2 separate regions of the Zea mays genome follow, and region 1 is linked to region 2. A link is a contact called in public Hi-C data. All regions are on one chromosome and are shown on one strand. The core of a region is the stretch at or near the end of the contact, and the rest is flanking DNA. Distances in the headings are between cores, read along the strand shown.

What was found. A called contact is a pair of places that touch in the nucleus more often than the background predicts.
Region 1: a contact with region 2 is called in a Hi-C map of tassel, with 2.1 times the contacts expected there. The contact joins the promoter of LOC100382072 here to the promoter of LOC100280873 in region 2. A contact is called at or near these places in 2 of 25 Hi-C or Micro-C datasets (ear and tassel).

What each region holds. Positions count from the first base shown.
Region 1 is chr8:137,418,461-137,424,674 of Zm-B73-REFERENCE-NAM-5.0, forward strand. It overlaps LOC100382072, which reads left to right and starts at 2,578. Exons shown (of 1, transcript NM_001174835.1): 1 at 2,578-3,544. The coding sequence starts at 2,770. The coding sequence ends at 3,150.
Region 2 is chr8:137,052,240-137,058,434 of Zm-B73-REFERENCE-NAM-5.0, forward strand. LOC100280873 (protein transport protein Sec61 beta subunit) reads left to right here and starts at 4,516. Exons shown (of 1, transcript NM_001153793.1): 1 at 4,516-5,381. The coding sequence starts at 4,658. The coding sequence ends at 4,981. LOC101202700 reads right to left here and starts at 3,411. Exons shown (of 3, transcript NM_001294319.2): 1 at 3,063-3,411; 2 at 2,905-2,962; 3 at 270-678. The coding sequence starts at 3,337. The coding sequence ends at 628.

The DNA of each region.
Region 1 (6,214 bases), core at 1,328-3,827, 360 kb after region 2:
GAATTTGGTAGGTATTATGGAAAAAAATTTATACCCCAAATTTAGTGTGTTACACATATATGCTGCTAGCTAGTCCTCTCCACGGTCCACACATGAGTGACCACTGAGAAAGATCTAGACAGAGAGAAGAGATGAGTAATGGAGAATTCAATGATTCAACAGCCAATGCAATATTCTTTTAAGGTATCTCAGCTCGCATCAGAGATTTGCATCGATCAACCCACGCAGCAGATAACGACTGATCCATGGGCAGGCATGCGTATTTATGTAGCTTCTTGGATGGTGATATATCGGTTCCTTTGGAATAAAATGTCCACATATGCTTTCAGTAGTTGCAGTGGAAGATATAACGGTATGTCCATGGCAACGAACCCTAGGCCTAGTATACCACTAGTGCATAGCTGGACGCCTGGACCCCAAAGGAGATGAGAGCTTTCAAGATGGCTAGGGTTTACATTTTTGCTAAAATTTGTTTACTTTTATTTTTTATGCAAAAAGTTCCTCGAATATAGAATTTGAGACGGTACGCTCCCCCCGCCACCCCACCCAAAAAAAAAATATTTAATTTTGAAATTAAAACAATATTCTCAACCCTAAGCCTAGTATGCCACTTGTGCATATATAGAGGGAGAGAAACTTAGTGAAAGTTTTAAGGTTGGGTTGCTAATTAATTCAAGTTTTGATATAAATAATCAGTGTCAACAAAACCGGTATGGCCAAAGGTTAGTTTTTTTAGAATAAGGTCAAAGTTATAGCATTATATTATGTCTGAGTTTAATTTGATAACAAAGGATATGTGTGGAGGTTAATTAAATTAAATACCGCAGTAGCTAGCTCGTCCATTCACTTTTCTTAGATGGTTGGTAATGGTAATTCCATCCATTTCTTGGAGAGTCAAATAAAAGGAAGAATAAACAACTAGAGCGAAACCCTTACGTGGCTTATTAGTGAGCTTCCTTTGACAAGTCTTGTGGAATCCCCAGTTTAAGAATATGTAGAAGCTTGTAATATTTTCCTTTAGGTCCCGTTTGTTTCTTTTCATTTTGAGGAATTGGAATCTTACTAATGGAATAGACTATTTTTTTTAGAATGTGATATTCCACCACTTTCCAAAATTATCATATAAGCCTATCTCAAATTCATGGGGTGAAGGATGAAAATTGATTTTATAGATGTATATACTATTTTTTCCGATGTACAACTTATAGCACATCCTTCTACTTGCTTCACTATAACATAAATGTAGTATATAACTATCTCTCTCGTATGATTTAGGATGATATACAAATATATTATATATATAAATATATGAACTTAATTAGTTTTGTCTAAATTATAATTATTAAAATTCAACGAAACAAACGGGCCTACTGTAATTGCCTGTTCTTCGGCAGTCGGCACCACGCGAAAAAAAGATGGTCGTTGAGACTTGACACAGAAGTGGGCAGGGGAGAGTTTGAGCCCAATTCAATTCATTCGTGTGGATCAGTGTGCATTCCTTGCCCACTTGGGTTCGGCGGTGTTGCTAGTGGAATGCTGGGCTAGGTTGCGTGGGCCTTAGGCTGCCCGGTTTCGAAGATTGAGCCCATGCCTTTTTTGCAGCTCAAGCATTTCCTTTTCACTTTGTCTGTATTATCACTGATCACACGTACATCTAACAGAATAATGGTACTCCTAAAAGGTTAGTGCACAATCCTCTCGAGAATGTTTAGAGCAATTTTTTTAAAAAAAATACTAGTATATAATAATAACTAGTTTTTGTTATTGTCATATAATATAATGGATGCTCTCTCTAGACATACACATATCGATGCAGTAATACTAGTGTTGATATACTAGTAGGACGGAGTGAGTAAGACACAAGGTTTACCAACTTTATTGCACCTACGTATGTCTTAGTTGTATCTTTTACTTAAAAGCGCACGATGGTGTCGGAATTGTACATGACCTGAACATATGTTTGGTTTAACTAGTAATTAGCCCTGTACAGGCTCTAAACCTAAGTAGGTAGCAGTATGGGTATCATGAATGAATGGGATGCACGGCGTTTGATGAGACTGAGACTGAGACGACCGGCCTAGATGGTCCATGGATGGGTGGAAATTAATATCAACGCGAAATAGTAATGCTGACCATGCTCCCCCAAACGTAAAGACTAGTCGTCCTCGTTGAACAGCCGTACGTATGTTATGTACTCCTATATATATATATATATATATATATATATATATATATATATATATATATATATATATATATATATATATATATATATATATATATATATATATATATATATATATATATATATATATATATATGTCCATAAAGCACGTGGCCCGTTAGTCCGGCACGAAGCACGTTATTTTAACACGACACGAGCACGTCACGGCACGGGTTGAAGCGGGCCCAGGCTCAGCCTAGCCCGGATAGCGTGCCGGGCCCGACAGACATTTGAGTCCGTTGGGCTGGCCCAAGCATGGCACGGTATCTGCGGGGCCTTTTAACCAGCCCGTTTATTTTAACCACAAGACGCAAGGCCACAAGTCCCTGATACTCCAACGGCCCAACCCCAGCCGCCAGCCCAACACCCACCGGCAAACCCTAACCCACTCTTCCTCCCTTAGTCCCTCTCGTTCCTGGCGGCTGGCTCTCTCTTCCCTGCGGCGGCGCATCTGGGCACGGAGCCGTTCCTGTACGACTATACGTGCATGCAGGAGCCATGCCGGGGAAGCGCTGGGGAGTCGTTCGACCCGTTCCTGTACGTGCATGCGGGAGCCATGCTGGGAAAGCGCTGGGGAGCCGTTCGGCCCGTTCCTGTACGTGTATGCGGCGGCGCGTCTACTAGCTTCAGGGAGCAGCTGCGCAAGGAGATCACGGCGGCTCCTGTCCAACCGCCTTATCGGGCCAGCGGAAGGACCTGGGAGTAGCTACGCAAGGAGACCACGACGACTCCTGTCCAACTGCCTCGTCGGGCCAGGGGAAGGACCTCCTGTCGCTACTGCTGGCCGGGACGGAGGAGGCCACCGACCGGCGGCTCACCACGAGGGAGCTGGTGGACGGGGCAAGACCTTCTTCTTCGGCGGGCACGAGACCACGACGTTGGCGCTGTCGTGGATGCTGCTCATGCTCGTCGCGCACCCGGACTGACAGGACGCGTTTGCGGGCTCGGGCGGGCACGAGCCACTAAATGGGCCGTGCTATTCGGGCCGGGCCGGCACGATCGGGCCTACACCGTGTCGTGCTCAGGAAGAGATTTGAGTCCATCGGACGTCACGACACGGTTAAGTGGACGGGCCTAACCGTGCCGGGCTCAAACGGGTCGGGCCGAGTCGGGCTTGGACTGGGCCGGGCCGGGCTGCCCGTTTGGACATCTATATGTACTCCCAAAAGTAGATTATGTATGTATACAATTAATATAACCGTGGGGTGTGGGGACCAGCTGCTGAGTGGCTTATGTATGTAAAGCTTTTAATTCCATTGGAAGCCGCTAAACGAGCTAAAACGCTTTAATCAACTTTTAGTCCATTTTGTTTAGAACTTTAGTCAGTTTGCTTTTGCCCCATGGATCTAAAAAGACCCATATATGGTGGGTGTTGGAGTGAGGTAAACAAGGCAGGCAGGCCACAAGGTAGCACGGCATGGCCTTGACGCCTAACAAAGAAAAAAAATCAACTTTGGAGACGTGTTTAAATTTTTAGCTAACTTTAGTTTTATACAATGTGTACAAGATTTATGACGCGCAGAAGCACATGCTACAAAGTTCTCCGGTGGAGCATCTCCAAAGATTAACAAAAAATTACTAAATTTACTGATTTAGCTACTATGTAAAATAGAATTTAGAATAAAAGAGTATAGACTCCAACAGACTCGGTACATTCAAAACTTTCTATGGCGAATAAAGCAAGCTAAAAAAATAGAGGGCGAAGGCCGAAGGTGTAGGATAAAGAGTCTAGTTCGGACGTTCCTTTTTTTCTAACAATAATCAAATTTGTTTTTTACAAAACGATCTGGCTAGTCTAGAAGGAAGCCAGAAACAATAGTGAAAATACAATACGTTGGGAACACGAGTATATACAAATACAAAATACCAAAACCCGTCATCATTAGATCCAACAAATGCCGCACTTGCTGTTGTACCCACCCACCATATTACACTTTTATTATCACTACTACATTACGTTAGGAGCCAAGAGAAAAAGGTCCAAAAAAAAACGACATACTTGTCCAATAGCGCCGACACGATTTCAAGCACGGGTCCTCCATTCTATTCGGACACGTACGCGCTCGGAAGCTTTCGAATCTCACTTCTCTTTTCGAAAACGTTTTTCTTTTTTTTTTAAAAAAAGAACAAGGCACTTGGAAGAAAGTGTTGAGAACTACGTTACCACGGATCACCAGATTCGCTCCCTTCTCTCCCATCAGCAGTAGAGGCGCAAGAAGATGTAGAGAACCTGTCTCCCTTCCCATAAGCACGACAGAGAAAACACACGAGACACTGGATATAGGGTTGGGCCTCTGACCTCTTTTTTATCTCTCTATTCCATATGAGGGGTATAGGTTATATATATAGAGACGCGATAGCCCTCAGGGCTATATTCGGTATTTGCCCACATTACCCTTCATTAGGGTTTCTCAACACTCCCCCTTGGGCGAATACCGCGACCAACACATGCCTCGTTAAAACTCCAAAAAAACTCAGTGGAAAAAATATGGAGAAAGAGTGCATGGTGATACAAATTGCATTTGCACTTTGTTGCCTCGTTAAAAACCTCATGTGAGAAACTTCAAGAAAACTCACCAAGGGAAAACGAGTACAACAGCTGTCATCGGGACAGATTTCGATCCTCTGGGATCTAGATTCTACCGAATCTTCTACAAAGGCTAACTTTAGAAATGTGCTCCCCCTGATCCTTGCAAAACTGTATCAATATGGCAAAATATTTTCTTCTGGAAGTATATGCACATATAGATTTAGCAAACAGATTGCATATCCTTGCAAAGATTATTTCAGGAACTTCACCTCAACTCACTTCTAGGATACACGAGGTAAGTGCACGTATCTATACTACTCTATAAGATAGTAGTGTAGACGTCCACATTCGTATGGTGCACGGTTCTGCCAGTCTCCTCTCCGCGACGCACGCCCGAGATCCTCTCCGCGACGCACGCCTCCCTCTCCTCGCCCCACCCTCCTCCCCACGCCATCAGCGCCGCCATCATCGGATCCGGCCAAGAAGCCTCCGCCCCACGTGCCCGAGTCGTCGAGGCACACTCCTGCCCACCTCCGGCGTCCACGCACATCTCCGCCTCACCTCAGCGCCCGAGTCGTCGCATGCGTTCGTGGTGGCGTCCATCCCCGCCGTCGCCCATGCTCGGCCCGCTGCAGGCCGGCGCGCCCTGGGGCCTCCCGAGCCCCGGCTCCGGAGCCTCCGTCGCCGACGACGCAGCGACCACCACCACTCGCCCTTGCCCCTCTCTCCCCTCCCGCACCTCTAAATCAGATCATCATCCGCGCCTCCCCCTTCCATCCCTCACCTCCTTCGCCATGCCGCAGCCACCACCTCCGGCGGCTGGAGCCTGACCTAGATGCGATGGACGACCTCAATCCCACGCCGCCAGTGGATTTGGAGCGCTGGCCCTCACTGTCGCGGAGCGGTGGCACAAGGCGGTGGATATGCAACCGCTCCCCCAATCCTCGCCGGCATTTAGCGCCCCTCCCTCGCTCATCCACGCGCACGTAGCCGCTGCGTCGTCGACCCCGACCGCCCTCGCAAGTCCGGTCGCGTCGGTGCTCATGGACCGGCCATGGTAGGCGAGATCTGCGGCCATGGTAGGCGAGATCTGCGGCCCCTTCCATGGTAGGCGAGATCTGCGGCCATGGTAGGCAGCCCCCTTCCATATTTGACTGCCATGGCATGCACTGCACCGCCTTCCCGCCCCCATTCCAAAATCAGCCCTCAACCACGCATGCAACCACCTCAATGGATTGTTATTGTCTGCATCAGTAGCGCTATTGTTCTGGTTGGCTGGAACTTGGGGAGGTGTGCAGAGGTGGTGGTGAGTTTGTTGTTCATTTTTCTGTAGGTCAAAGGGCCGTTGGGGCTGGATTTCGCCGTCGCAACACCGAACTACTGGGTGCACAAGGGCATTGCCTTCATCTGCGAGATCAGGTTTTCTTCCCTCTCCTGTTTTGATCTGTCATGGTTCAACG
Region 2 (6,195 bases), core at 3,266-5,765:
CAGTTTGCCGACATTTCACCAAGGGACTGTCGTCCAGTGTATTCCTAGACTTTCAGTTCAGTCTCAACACATGTACATGATAGAATTGTGACTGCGGTCTGCGGGAGATGTTAGAGTACCAGTTAGGGTTACAGTCCTCCACTGTGTATTTACTATCTCGCCCCTATTGTAATGGGCCTAGCCCATCCAACTAATTCTATATATTAATCTCCCAATCCTTGAGAGGGTTAGGATTTCCAACATTCAACACTTATTACACAAGGACAAACTTTTCAGACAATCATTCTTCTGCAGGTAAGTGTAATCAAACGCAAGCACAAACTCGGACAAAAACTAACAGCATTGATCTTACATGATGAACAAGTTTATTGGGCAGATGGCATGCTTATAGCTGATTTGTCTCAACAAAATACTAGTGCTGCAGAAGTTGGGGCTCACTGAAATCACGATCCAGTGGCACAAGTGTTGGAAAGCATCACAATCAGGATAGTGCGTCCAAAGTCGCATCACAGGAGAGAAGGAATCCACAAGGAAATGACGCGTCAGAATCTAGCCGTCCTGCAAACCTCCTGGATAAAGTTTGGACCTTATTTAGGAAGAGAAGCACCCTGGACGAGCCGCGTGGTATCAATTCTTGCCGCTCTCCTCCGCTTTCATCTTCTTCTCCCACCTACGTTTCTGGTGGAAAAAAAGTTTCAAAGCACGAACAGAGAGATGAGCCAGTTAGATCTTTTTTCAAGGGATGCCTTCGTTCAATCACTATTACAGCTATCGTTACATTTGATCTGAAAACACAAACATGGCATCTTTGTGCACCAAGGTCAATGCAGGATAAAAAGCTGGATCGCTGACAACAGATATTTGATTGTCCGTTGGAAAATATTTTTTCAATGGCCACAGTTTTAGAAAATATTTTCCCAAAATTATGTCATTACTATTACTAGACTAGCAAAGTAGATAATGGCGAGCAACCATCAGGAAATCTTGCCATCAGTGCAGCAGAACTGCAGACCCTTATATTAGCGCACCAGCAGAATCTATGGGTGTGCTCTACTGCTTTAGGGCTCGTTTGGTGGACATGGAAATGGAGGGAATCTATGGTGGAGGGATCCTCTTGCTATTCAATTTTGAATAACAAGGGGATCCCTCCCCCATGGATCCCCTCCATTTTCATATCCACCAAACTAGCCCTTAGGTATTTTATGTTTATTTTATAAGCTGTATTGTAGGCTTTATGGAAATCTTGGATTGAGTTTAAACATATACATATACCTAGTGCGCCATCGGCAGATGGTATGTTACAATTAGTATCTTAATTTTTTTTAGAAAATACTACAGTGTTTCATCTCAGCCTTGTGTTTGACTCACAAAGAACATTCATTTGAATGCTTTGAACTAGAAAGTTGATTGTAGGTGTTAGGATTATAAGGACTGCTAGGGCACAATTACAGGTGCAGCAGTAAGACTTTGGTTTCACTGATTTCATAATGATATGTTAGCTGTTGATCCGATTGAAACAAGTAGCTCGATGCAGAATAAGATTATACATATGATCCTTGCAAATGCTTATCTGTTGTTAAATTATGATATCACTGAACCAGCCCACCAACACAAGCCTCTTTATAATAAAGATTAGACTTAAATCTAGGTCCCAAAATATATTTGGTCCAATCTAGATCCCAAATATATTTGGTGTACAATACATGATAACTAAATTATGCTAATGCTAATGCCGTGATGATAATCCCAAATCTAATTGTTGCCCAAATACACCTCTACCTGCAATCCAGCATAAGCTAGCATTCCAGCCAAAATATAGCAGTTGAAGGAATTTTCCAGGGGAAATACCAAGATAGCCTTCTGGCTTGCTGCAACAAAGCTAAAACAACTGTGCCCAAGGCCTGTGGCTTGTCTAGATCAGTGATCAAGATTCAAAATATGACTATGTTTAGCATCGATCAAGCAGATAAGCAAACCATTAGTTTCGACATTATACAAAAGATAAGCCAACTAGGCTCAGCATGATCTCAATATATACAAGCCACTGAACTAGAACATTACAAAGGAATAATATTCTTATGTAGATTATGATGTTGCTTATACAAGAATAGGCCCGATAGGCCTCATTACCCCGATATAAGCCGAAAAGGACCTTAACAGGTTCTCAATTAGAGTCAGAATAGAACAGAATGACTGTGAGTGTTTACTCCTTTTCTGTTATCTACCATGATAAAAGGAACCGAAATGAAATTTAGATTTCGGTACTGTGAAGGTTGAAGTTTGAGAAAAATCACTGAGAGATTACTGCACTATAGACTAAGGTCCTATTTGAATGCACTAGAGCTAATAGTTAGCTGTCTGAAAAAATGCTAGTGAAATTAGCTGGCTAATAAATAGCCGGCTAACTATTAGCTGGATTAAACTGGATATAACTAATGGGTAGTTGAGGGTGCAACTAATAGTTAGCTGAACTATTAGTTGGGGTGTTTGGATGACTCGAACTAATAGTTGAACTATTAGCTGGGCTGTTTAGGTGTCTCCAAGTAATTTTAGCAGCTAACCATTAGCTCTAGTGCATTCAAACAGAGCCTAAATAGTGTCAGCACAATAAAAACTTAATGTGGGAGGCTATTATGTAAGGATAACTAGTCTTCAACCAAAAAAACTCATGTTAATTATCATGAAGTTTGCTAGATCCTGAGCAATCCAAAATACCAGCTACAACAATACATCTAAGCCATCACGGCTTCAAATTGGCATGGTTTCACTTCCACACAAGAATCTCTAACAGCAGCCCAAGATGTATTTGCTGACCTGAGAAACGGAAACGAAGCACACTGGATTGCAATGTAAACGTCCTACAACGGGTAACATAAGACAAACTAAGATGACGCAGACGCAAACCTTGTAGTCGAGCAGCATCTGGGGCATCTTCTTCATCAGCTCAACAGTATTTGCTCGCCTGAGAGACGGAAATGAAAACGAGGCGTCAATCAGTTGACCCAGTGAGCAAACTAAGCACACAAATGGAGTGGAGGGGCGCAAGAGATGCGCGCGCTTACTTCTCGGCGGAGATGCGGTCGCACTTGTGGCCCTTGCGCTTGGTACGCATCTCCCCGCGGGGAGGATCGTAGCTCCAGTCCTCGCCGGCGAGGAGCACCTCCTTGCGGAGGCGGGCGCGCTTGCGAGCGCTGATGCCGAGCGGCTTCCACGCGCCGAGCTCCCAGTATCCCCACACCCCCTTCCCGAGCTCACCCTTGTACTTTGCCAGCTTCTCCTTCCACGGGTACCCCTCCGCCCACCTCGCCGCCGTCGCGGCCGCCGCCTTCCCGGCCATCGTCGTCAGCTCCGATCGCTCTGGGTCAGTTAGGGTTCAGCCCGCGGCTTCGGGTAGTAGAGTGACCACCTATTGGGCCTTCTGAGGCTGGGCCACATTGTAGCTCATGTATTGGGCTTTAATGGCACATAAGTGGGCGAGGGAGAGACCAGGTCCGCAGCTTTTTTTTCCAGCTTCTAGACACCAGAAGCTGCTGCAGACTAGTAAATGTCTAGCTTTTTTTCTTTTCAGTCTGCTTATATAAGAATTATTTTGGTCAAAATTGTCTAAAATCAACATGAACATATAATAAGCTGAGTCGTTGCGATAGTAAAAACCATCACTTTCGATATCATAAATCCTATGAAATATTTTATCTTCTTTTACATGTAATCACCATGATACTTAGATTCTCTTTACAGTCAGATTCTCCTCACAATCAGATTCTTAGAAAAGCTTCTCAGAAAAAAGCTGAACCAAACAAACCCCCAACTCTAATCGAGCCTTTTATAAAGCCTTGAGCACGAATTTCATGGAACATATTTTGGTTATAGAAGTTGTAAAAAACAGTTTCTATTTATTGTCTGCTTTTAGTACATTCTGATAAACAGCTAAACTGATAACTGCTTCAAAAATGTCCTGTTTGGTCTATCTTTTGCTTAAACCTATGAAAAAAATTTATAGAAGTTGTGTCAAAGAGGGCCTTTGTATACTGTCAACAAGATCTCGCTTCCTTCCAATACCGTTCATTTTTACAGGTGTGACAAATACGATAGAGTTGTTTACTTCTCTTTAGAAGTGAAGCACACTAACTAGTTCTAAGCGGATGAAAATCTAGAGAACTACTGAGTGGAAGAGATGGCCGGTTTGGAACAACCCCTCCTCTTATTATAGAACTGTTATATATTTGCAAATCCGCTCTTAGATCTTTTTAAAAAAAATCACTTAACCCAAGGAGCATAATAGTTTAAACGATAAAATGCCAAATGCCATCTCGACGTTCTCCCTTTGGTTTCGAGGTCCAAACGATAAAATGAAATGGGCTGGTGGGTCTCGTGGGCTCCGTTTTGCGATCTTTAGCAATTATCACGAGTACGTAGGCCGATAGTATGTACGTACGGGTTGGATACAGCCAGCCCAACGAATAGCAGTCGCACGGCACGCAGTAATAACCTGCCCATCCCCCGACCCCACCACCGAGCTTATCTCCTCCCGTCTAGGCGACGACGACGACGAAGCAGCGGGAGGAGCATAAGCGCCGCCGATCCCGAGCATACGAGCGAGTTCTCCACTCATCCTCCGCCTCGTGCCGCAGATCCCTACGTACGCCGCCCGCCAGCCATGGCCCGCTCCTCCTCGCAGTCGCAGTCCTCCGTTGGCGCTGGCGCCGGCGCCGGCGCGCGCCCGGCCACCGTGGGGCCGCGCGGCACGGCCGCGGCGGCCGCCGGGATGCGCCGCCGCCGCGCCACCGCGTCCGGCGGGGGTGGCGGATTCTCGGGGGGCGGCGGGAGCAACATGCTCCGCTTCTACACCGACGAGGCGCCGGGGCTCCGGCTCTCGCCTACCATGGTGCTCGTCATGTCCCTCTGCTTCATCGGCTTCGTCACCGCCCTCCACATCTTCGGCAAGCTCTACCGCTCCCGGACGGCCGCGGCCTCCGCGTGATCCGATCCGATCCGACCGCTCTTGCTCCCACACATCGGATCAGACAGACAGATCAGACGGTGAAGGTTTTGGTTTTTGGGTGATGAATTTGTGTATGGCGAGACGCGCAGCTTGTTGTGTTGCCTAGCTTTTGGTTGGTCCTTACTTTCGATCTGCAGATGGAAACCCTAGTACTGGTCAACTTAATGCGCCCTTTCTGTTATTTTCTTCCCTTGCTTTGAGAATTATTACTGGAATAACTATGACTAGTTTCTTCTAATTCTGCTTGCTAGCTACAAGTGCATCTTCCTAGCTTTAGATGTGCTCCATTGTTGTCGCTCCATTAACTACTTTCTGCACTTGCTAGGTATTCTGGGTACTTTTACCGAACTGGGGAGTTTGATTATTGCTTCGCACCTTACCTGCTAGCCATAAAATTCTGCATTATGTTGTGTGCTCCTATAATTTGTCAGTGTTTGTTTCGCCCCTCCAGCAAGCTCTTGTTCTGAAACTATAGCATTCGAAGTTTGTACAAGTAGCTATGCTCGACATGATGTTATTATGTTCATCGCGAGGTTATAACAATATGATGCTGGTTGATTTATATACCTGGAAGTTAGAATGGGCAAAGCATATGACAGCTCCTTATTGCATTAGGCTTGAACTGGATGCTGCTATGAGTTTTTTTATCAAAGTTTTAAGCGTGTCGGGTCAAGGGTATGGACCTCCACTAATGTTTGGTCGTCAGGTTAAGGGTCACTTGGGTGGGTCCCTAATGTCACTTGATTCCCCGAACTTTTATTAGTGTGATCTGATGTGGTTTCATTAGTGTGCTCTAATGTGGCATGACACATCCACATTCGATTTGTATGTTATAAAGGTATATCTTCATCTTATATACCTTAGTATCATTTAGTAGTGACAATCTTCCAACATCCTATCTATATGGCTAGAGTTGCTCGCCCTAGTGTACTTGTGGACTAAATCTTGTGTGTCTCAACATAAAAACATATTAATCCACCTAAGTTGTCACCCATTCACAAAAAATAAAGCAAAGCAATGACTTTTCAATCTGCCCCCTTCGTTGAGCACTTCACGCTAGTGTACTTGGATTTTATGTCATTTATCTAACTTTTCAATCTTTGTCATTATAATATGAATAAGCACCATAAAACTTGATTTAGTAGTGATAAGAGTCCCCTACATGTGTGCTTAAATGATTTAGATCCAAGATT